2 separate regions of the Mus musculus genome follow, and region 1 is linked to region 2. The links are chromatin contacts, called in public promoter capture Hi-C maps. All regions are on one chromosome and are shown on one strand. The core of a region is the stretch at or near the end of the contact, and the rest is flanking DNA. Distances in the headings are between cores, read along the strand shown.

What was found. Promoter capture Hi-C pulls out the DNA fragments that hold promoters and counts their contacts.
Region 1: a contact with region 2 is called in a promoter capture Hi-C map of hippocampal neurons, with 2.5 times the contacts expected there. The contact joins two enhancer-like sites. A contact is called at or near these places in 1 of 39 promoter capture datasets (hippocampal neurons) and 4 of 484 Hi-C or Micro-C datasets (cerebral cortex, forebrain and ventral hippocampal neurons).

What each region holds. Positions count from the first base shown.
Region 1 is chr5:72,066,630-72,071,253 of GRCm38.p6, reverse strand. All of the region lies in intron 5 of Gabrb1 (gamma-aminobutyric acid (GABA) A receptor, subunit beta 1), which reads right to left. Among named protein-coding and RNA genes, the nearest start is that of Commd8, 99 kb to the left of the region's middle. Within about 2 kb of position 2,218, at least 24 of the 459 cell types and tissues checked have an H3K27ac peak or open chromatin away from gene starts, as enhancers often do. A contact at or near this core is called in hippocampal neurons, where this site is marked.
Region 2 is chr5:71,914,212-71,919,188 of GRCm38.p6, reverse strand. All of the region lies in intron 4 of Gabrb1 (gamma-aminobutyric acid (GABA) A receptor, subunit beta 1), which reads right to left. Among named protein-coding and RNA genes, the nearest start is that of Gm38562, 210 kb to the right of the region's middle. Within about 2 kb of position 1,823, at least 13 of the 459 cell types and tissues checked have an H3K27ac peak or open chromatin away from gene starts, as enhancers often do. A contact at or near this core is called in hippocampal neurons, where this site is marked.

The DNA.
Region 1 (4,624 bases), core at 969-3,468, 150 kb before region 2:
CTATCTGTGTTTTCCCACAGAATGAAGACAACCCATTTTGGGTACCAGAAAGACTCACCCGAAAAATCCAGACTGACCAAGGGAATACTAATGTCCCTCGTCTTGGTGATGTCCAGGGCGTCAATAATAAAGAGAGAGCAGCGTTGGGGGATAATGTCGACATTTCCACTCCCAATGACGGTGATGTATAATGCTCAAGTATTCTCCTGCTTTTTTACCACTAACTAGGAACTGGGTTTGGCCTTAATTCAGACAGCCTTGGCTCTGTCTGGACAGGTCCAGACGACTGACACCATTAACACTTTGTCAGCCTCAGTGACTACAGTCATAGATGAACAGGCCTCAGCTAATGTCAAGATACAGAGAGGTCTCATGCTGGTTAATCAACTCATAGATCTTGTCCAGATACAACTAGATGTATTATGACAAATAACTCAGCAGGGATGTAAACAAAAGTTTCCGGGATTGTGTGTTATTTCCATTCAGTATGTTAAATTTACTAGGGCAGCTAATTTGTCAAAAAGTCTTTTTCAGTATATGTTACAGAATTGGATGGCTGAATTTGAACAGATCCTTCGGGAATTGAGACTTCAGGTCAACTCCACGCGCTTGGACCTGTCCCTGACCAAAGGATTACCCAATTGGATCTCCTCAGCATTTTCTTTCTTTAAAAAATGGGTGGGATTAATATTATTTGGAGATACACTTTGCTGTGGATTAGTGTTGCTTCTTTGATTGGTCTGTAAGCTTAAGGCCTAAACTAGGAGAGACAAGGTGGTTATTGCCCAGGCGCTTGCAGGACTAGAACATGGAGCTCCCCCTGATATATGGTTATCTATGCTTAGGCAATAGGTCGCTGGCCACTCAGCTCTTATATCCCATGAGGCTAGACTCATTGCACGGGATAGAGTGAGTGTGCTTCAGCAGCCCGAGAGAGTTGCACGGCTAAGCACTGCAATGGAAAGGCTCTGCGGCATATATGAGCCTATTCTAGGGAGACATGTCATCTTTCAAGAAGGTTCAGTGTCCTAGTTCCCTTCCCCCAGGCAAAACGACACGGGAGCAGGTCAGGGTTGCTCTGGGTAAAAGCCTGTAAGCCTAAGAGCTAATCCTGTACATGGCTCCTTTACCTACACACTGGGGATTTGACCTCTATCTCCACTCTCATTAATATGGGTGGCCTATTTGCTCTTATTAAAAGGATAGGGGGAGATGTTGGGAGCCGCCCCCACATTCGCCGTTACAAGATGGCGCTGACATCCTGTGTTCTAAGTGGTAAACAAATAATCTGCGCATGTGCCAAGGGTATCTTATGACTACTTGTGCTCTGCCTTCCCCGTGACGTCAACTCGGCCGATGGGCTGCAGCCAATCAGGGAGTGACACGTCCGAGGCGAAGGAGAATGCTCCTTAAGAGGGACGGGGTTTCGTTTTCTCTCGCTCTTGCTTCTTGCTCTCTTGCTTCTTGCTCTCTTGCTTCTTGCACTCTGGCTCCTGAAGATGTAAGAAATAAAGCTTTGCCGCAGAAGATTCTGGTCTGTGGTGTTCTTCCTGGCCGGTCGTGAGAACGCGTTTAATAACAGAAAGCAGCCAAAGTACAGATGGCAAGCATATCTCATGCGAGGTATCCTCCCCAGCATACAGCAGAGGGAGACAGGAAAATCAGGGCAGTGTTCAGGAGGACTTCTAACACGAGTCTCCTCTGTGGTGTAATCCTTCATGCTCAGGGTAGTCCTACAACCCTAAGAAAATATCCCCATGGTCATTTCTTTACATTTATAATTATTCAGGAAAAGTTAAAGTTTGGCTAATTTAGCTCAGTGGTCACAGGCTCATAAGCTAATGAATGGTAGAGGAAAGGGTAGGGGGATATAAAAAGGATCACCAACCTTAAAAAGGAAAAAGACCCCCTTCTCCTCCCCAAGTAGAGCCATGGCTTCAGCATTCTGCTGGCCTTGTTTTGTAGGCTGAGCTGAGCTGAAGATGAAACAGAGAAAAAAAAACAAACAACAAACAAAAAGAAGAGAAATCCAACCTCTCAAACCCAACAACCAACAGCCCAAACCTAGTCCTTTTGAAAGGTTGCTTTGTTTTTTCTGTTCTGGGTCAGAGGGACCTCCTGATGGGGACAGGAGAGGCAGAATCCCTGTGCCCCCAGTCGCTTCCCGGACTCCCTTCTCATGCCCTCTTTGTTCCACTGCTTTGGTTTACTTGGCATATTGAGAACACATTCTGGGCCACACACCAGCGTCTGGATATTATTTTAGAATTTCCTGTTGCCATGGAGTGCGTTGATCACTTGCGTTTTTTTTTTTTTTTTTTCCCTCCATGTTTCTATTTTAGCTCATTCCGACTTATTCTTTAAGATCCTCATCTTTCCTTGTCTTTACTCTCTGGCTCATTTTTTTTTCCTATTCCACTTTAAGAAGAAAATAAATTTTAAACAGACTTTGAAAGAATTTTTTTCTCTGTGTCTAAGTACTGCTTTTAACTTGGATTTTCTTGTTTTAGCTTTTATCTCTCATCCCTCTAACTTTCATGCTTCCAGCTTTTTATCTCACTGGCTCTGGCCCCTTTATGGTTTCTTTATTTATGCTGGTTTTATCTTTAATCTTTTATCCCCCACTTTCATGTTTTTCTCATAAATCTCATTGGTTTTAGTTTCTCTTTCCTTTGGTTTTTCTCCTCTTCCCATGGCTTAGGTATCATTTATATTGAATTTTGTCGTTGTTGGTTAAATTTTGTTTTGTTTTCCTATGTTACCATAGTTTTTAGCCTTAATTTGAGGCTTTGATTTCCCTCAATTTAACTTCTTCTTCTGGTTTTAGCAATTCATCCTAAATTCTTGCTTCTCTGCCCTCTCTTCATATGCTCCTTCTATTTCTTCTTCCAGATTCTTTTAAGGTTCACTTTTGTAGTTACAAGAAGGCTAAAAGCTTGGAGACATGGGGAGGGGGGGGCTACAAACTAAACTTTATGGTTCCATGGCGTTCTCCATTTGGGTTACTACCCTTTCAGGGGGCACTCATTTCAATGAAAGTTACCCTCCTTTGAATCATCACACCAGAATGCTGAAAAAAATTCCCTGCCATGCTACCACATTCTGCTTTCTTTTCTATTGGATGCAATAGGCAGCTGTCTTGTTGCTATTCTTCCCTGTGAAGTCTGCACAATGTCATTTTAGAGCATCTCAGAGGTGAGGTGAATTCATCATTGGGTGAGAAGTAGGCTAGCCTCTTTCCTGCCTTGATCCCAAGAGTGTTGTTGAGATGCCTAGTTTGTGGGACAGACTTTTTGTCTGTCCAGATTCAGTGTGTTCTGGGAAGCTAGCCAAGATTGGTTCTCATGCCTGTTAGCCCCATCAAGGTGAGAATCTGTGATATACTTATTTTCTATTTGGGTTTAATGGTGACACACTCTCTGGCACTCTAAGTACCAACTCTGCTGGAAGGTCTTGAAGGAGCTTGATTGCCATCATCAAGAAAGAACAGGATGGCTTCCTTTGGGTCATTCTCTCAAGATGGACTTCTTTACTTTAATGGGAATTGACCCTCCAGCTCATCCATAGTAACTTTCCAAAGGACAAAAATCCAACAACACATCACATTTCTGTTCTATTTTAGTGACCTTGGGACCAGAATCATAGAGGGTTTTAAGATGCTTCCTTTCAAATGGCATCCTAAAATTGACATTAGAAAGTAGCCATGGCTTTTCTTCCCTGAGAGGTCTCATACTATAGCCTAAGCTAGTCTGAAATTTGCTATGTAGCCTAGGCTATCCACAAATGACAACTCTCTTCCTTTGTTCTCTCCAGTGCTGTAACTATGGTGAAGAGCCACCACACTCAGCTTAGAAAAGTGTTCATGTCTCTTTCCTTTTAATCCTATGATGTAGCATTGTGCAGCTAGAGTGGGATTCAAAAACCAGGCAAGTAAGATAGAAGATGGACCGATGCTCAGACCAAGCACAAATACTTTCTGTCCAAATAACTCCAACCACAAAAGCTTATCTAATCTCTAGTCAATGCCATAGAATGTGCTATTCTACAATATGGAATCCAGAGGATAGAGGGAAATCAGATTCAGATCCAAGCTACAATATTCACTAGTTTGTAACTACTGAACAGGTTCCTTCAACTCTTATTGCCCCCTCAATTTTCTTATCTCTGAAGTGGGTGGAAAAAATTCATTTGCATGTGAGATGTTTGCTACCTTACCAATCACATCATAATTTCTCAAAAGTACTGTGTTACATAAAATTTAAGAATCAATTCATGTTTCTGTCTCCATTAGCTATTGAGTCACATGAATGCGTGTATATGTGTGTGTGTGTGTGTGTGTGTGTGTGTGTGTGTGGTGTAGTGTGTATTATCACCCTGTCCCCAACACACACACATAGGTTCATGCACTCAGAAACACATTTTTTTTGGTTCATGTTGGTGCTTCAATTACTCTTCTCTGAGGCATCTTATAATACATATCTCCACAGTGTTTCCCATGTGCTCACTACTATTTCTATACACATATATTTTTATCCTGGTTTCCAGTGAGCATCTGAGAGTCAGAAGTTGTGTCCTATTTACCTTTGTATTCTTAATATGTCACAAAATAGTTGGTAAGTGATGT
Region 2 (4,977 bases), core at 574-3,073:
CCTCATATTTGTCATAATTTTCTAAAGATAGGTTTTTTTGAACACTACAAAGAAGACATCTTCTTCCTTTACAGTAGCCTTTCATGATTTGGAATAGAAGAACCTTAAAGAGAAAAAGAGGATGATAAGCAGTTAGCAGGATGAGAGGCTCTGCTTCAGATGTACATACTTGGGAAGAGGCTGCCACAAGGAGAGAGAGTATGAAAGCTAAGAGCAAGGTCTCCTGGACTCACCCACATGCTTCATAGACTTGAGAAGATAATTCAGTATGTGCTTTCATAGAAAAATTAAACTCAACTGCTTTTAAGATTAAGATGAAATAAGTTATGTGCATGCATTCATTTCTGACAAAATTAAGGCATAGGAAATCTAGGAAAAATGGATACTTAGACATAAAGGCATCCCTAAATCCTCACAAGCCAATGTATCCTATAAAAATGACATACCAAATCCAGCCATGTGATGTAGTAAGTAGTCATGCAACGTAATGGATATGTGATGTAACGGACATGCGACATAACAGATGGAATAAATGTGACTTAGTCACACTTCTTTTGAATTGACTCAGTTGTAGAAAACTGAGAAATTGGCAACTTTAATATCTTCTGCTACATTTGCCTCTAAATTTCTTAGTAATCTTAGTGCTTTCTCTTCTTAAAAATTATGTTTTGTGCCGGGCATGGTGGCGCACGCCTTTAATCCCAGCACTTGGGAGGCAGAGGCAGGCGGATTTCTGAGTTGGAGGTCAGCCTGGTCTACAGAGTGAGTTCCAGGACAGCCAAGGCTACACAGAGAAACCCTGAACATGTCAGTGTACATTTGTTTAATTCTCTCATGAGGGTTTAGAGGCTCAGTCACAAGAATGTTCTCTCCAGGGATTTCACACACAAGCCAACCATGTGAACTATGGATGCCGTAGATAGACATGTGTGTCTGTGCGCATACAAAATAGTGAAGAAGGATGGAAAAGGTTTCTAAAACTCCATCAAAAATTCATATGCTTACTTCATTTGTGTTTAACAACTCCAAAACCCCAATAGATACTAATAAACTTAATTTATATGTCTAGATACAGATTAAAGGCCAGTGTGAGCCAAGGGAACAGTGCTTGACTGAGTGGATACTTTTCTGGACAAATACATTTGTAGAGTTTCATAGGAGGAGAATGAATGGAAGAATTCCATAGACTGTCAAAGGTCCTTTTCTGATGGAGATAAAACTACCCACATGCAACTTCTAAAGATTTGATCTCTAATCATCTCAGTCATTTCCTGCTTGTCACCATGTCCCCTTTCTATGTTTCTGATTTTGACCTTCAAATGCAGTGAATGAGAAGTCACAGTGTACAGTCTGTATGTGGCACAGATTGCGGTGTGAGCCCAGAACTCATCCACCCCATCTCAGGACTTATGAGTTAGCACACCATCTATAGAAGCAATTCCAGACAATGCAACCCCTTCATTAAGACCACTGAGGTTTAATAATTGCATTCAAATGCATCCATCTCCTTCCATCTCAAGGTCAACCCCAACGTTCTTTTTCTAGCCTTTGTTCCACAGCCCTGGTTCCAGACAAGGAGTTTCCAAACTGCAGTGAGATTACTGAGTTGGTTTCTAACCCACCTGTTTGTCAAGACTTTTCTCTCAGACCTCTGGAAGGTCCTCTGAGGTCATTTTCATTTCTCAAGCCTAGAATGAACAAATAGAAAAGGCTCGGAGCAGCATGGGAGTTGAGCCAAGAGCAGTACTGTGAGCATCCATTTGTCCCTCCACCTACGCTCTGAGGGGGCAGCTGTGATGTCTCGATGGGATGAGAAAAGACTCAATATGCATGGCAATCTGGTGCTGTGCCCATGGGACCATCAAAGGAAAAATAGACCGTGTGCAGTCTTTCTCCCTAGAGAAAATAAGCTTTGTGCAGTTCTTGTGTCACAAATGCAGGTTGCCATCAGCAACCAGGGTACCCCCTTTATCAGAACAGTTGCAGAAAGTGAGGCAGGATAGAAGAGCAGAAAAAAAATCTTAGGAACCGGAAAAGGAGAAAGAAGCCCCTCATCCTGTAATCCAGTTGGAGTCCTTGCTAATGACGTAAAAATGGATTCCAGTGCAACACTTTTCTAGGAATCACACCAGAAACCCCTAGAGAGATAGAGGGAGGGAGGGGAAGAGAGAGAGAGAGAGAGAGAGAGAGAGAGAGAGAGAGAGAGAGAGAGAGAGAGAGAGAATGTACTACCCATTGGGAAATTTCCATTGGAAAATCCTAGTGGCATCTGGTTTTATTTTATTGGACTACAATTTCATCTAAAGCATCTTTGAAACCACCTCCTATCACTCTTATCAAGACAGAAGGGATAAATGGTTCATAGCAACCATTTGAGATGTATCACGAGAGCCATTAAGCTGAAATACATGGCCAGCACTAAGATTGTTAATTGCTTACTGTCTCTTGGAGAAGCCCGTGTCTATGCTTGGTACATTTCACTTTGTTCTACTTTGTGTCATAGGAAAGCATATAGCCTCCAACTGAATGTTTGCCTTGCTGTTTTCTTACCCCTCCTTCTTTAAACCATAATACTCAAGTCTATATTAAAACATCAGTATTTCAAAATCACCATCTCTGTTTCACTAAACTGACCAGTCTTGAAATCCTTTACATCATTGAATCCATGAATACCAGTTTGGCCTGAGCCTAGGGAAACTTCTCAGGCTAATGAGGGCAGCAGCATCAAGTTGTGTGTCTCTGTCCTCTCAACACTGACACATAGAAAGAATCGATGACTGGCCTTAACAGCAAAGGCAAGTATTCAAGCTTCATCATGTCCCTCTCTCTGCCCTAACCACTCCAAAAGATTTCTACTCATTACTTCTTCTCCTGACAATTCAACATTTGTGTGATATGCCAGGGTATTCAGGGAAGAAGTAGATTTTAAAGATAGACAACAAAATTTTGTGAATGAAATAATAGAAACATCAGACTTTCCCATTGGATAAATTATATCAAAAGAATGGCAGCAAGTGCTATTTGATCCCTAAGTATTAATCATTATAATACCCTTATGAGTTGAAAGACTCTGTATAAGGTGGACATTCACAAATCACTTCTTGAAGTAGAAAGGCAGCAGATGTATCTTTAAAGACATGGAGTGCCATAAGGAGAAAAACCAATTTCTCCCAGTATATGAATGCTTGAGACAGTTTGTTTGCTTTAGTTGCATAGTTTGTAGGCGATTGAGTGTGTGAGGACTTATGGAATACTTAAATGCCCACGTAATGAGAACTGTTCATGTCAAAGACGTGCTTAGACAGCGGAGGCAGTAGAGAACTCATTTTGTTTCTGTTTCAGTCCTTGAATAACCACTTCATAGACACTGTGTTCACTTAGAGAAAGAATGAACACAATACCTATCCTCTGGGGCCCTTGTGTTATAAGCAGATGAATAGCACCTGGACAACCTCACAACCAGGAAGCCACTGTCTGCTTCTTTGTTTTGTAATGAGGTAGTCCGTTCAAAGAATGAGTACAGATGGAGGCTTATAATAAGATTTCTCTGGTGGTGGGAAAGAGTCCTTTAGACTGGCCATGGAGGATGTGAAGTCACTCTTCAGTCAAGTAGGTACAGTAGTTCATGTCTATAATCTCAACACGTGGAAGACTATGTCAGTAAGATCAGAAGCTCAAAAGCCATGTTGGCTACATTGGGTTTATTAGAACCTGTTTCAGAAAAACAAACAAACAAACAAACAAACAAACAAAGTTTGCTTTTTGTCTTATACACAGGAAGTATCAGTGGTGCCAATTCTGTATTAGCCTTGTTCTCGAGATACTTTTTAAATGTTTGTTTCTCTCTGCCAGAAGAGTGTGTGGTCTGTGAAACCCTATGTTAGGCAGAATATGAAACCTTGGTTTCCTTACTTTATGGAGATCCTTCAAAAATACTTAAGACAATCAAAACTAAGCCAAAATCTCTACCCCTTTTTTCAAGGTCAACATATTAAAGACTGATAGATTGGACATAGTTTCTTGAGGAGTAAGGACAGACCACATTGGTAAATGCTGGGCCAGAAAGAGAACTATTGGCCATTCTTTAAGGCCACATGGATATCCTTTAGACCATTTAATCTGAAACAAGTAGTTGTCATATGGTTGTAATCTAAAATACTGGAACAAGATATGAGTTCCTTATTACATATTTATAACATTGGTTGTAATTGTTCCTCCTTGATGATATCTAGAGTTTGGGGTGATATATTTGCTTTATATTATGCAATTATATATATTATGTATCTCCATTATCTGGTTTAAGAAACCCTTTCCCAAATTGATGATGAATTGCTTGGTAGAAAGACTGGCCTTTCTCAAGGAGTGACCACGAACAGAGGTCTGCTCTGTACTGTGTTCCTTACGACCTCATTATTTTGGAATAAAAAACAAAGACTGAATAGTTTCATGAATTCCAGAATAAATCCTGTCAGTTTTTTAATCTAAAGAGAGAGGATCCAGGCAGGATCTGAAATAACCATGACTTACTGGAATACATAAAATCAGAGATGGTTTGGATTCATTTTGTAGAAAAAAAAGTATAGCAGTGGCAATTTTCAAGGTAAAGTGCCTATGAAATTAAAGACTGTATTTAAATGTGTGTATAGGACATTTGACCATTCTCCCATACTTCATTTCCATAATATATAACACATTTAAAAGGCATTGCTGGCTTAGGGAGGAAGCATTCAGACATTTGAATGATGAACGTTAAGGTCATTCATTTGAGGTAAGAAAACAGTTTCCTCACTTAAGTGTCAATTTGTGTGATGTTTTAAATTGCAAAACCAACAAATGGTTACAGTAGATGGATAATGTTTTATTAACCATTCTTACCACCTGAGAAGTGAGCAAGGGAGAAGTTAAAAAAGAATTTTATCTTATGTAAATAAGTAGAGTTAGGTCAATGCTCTTAAGCTGATTTTCTAAATATTTAGC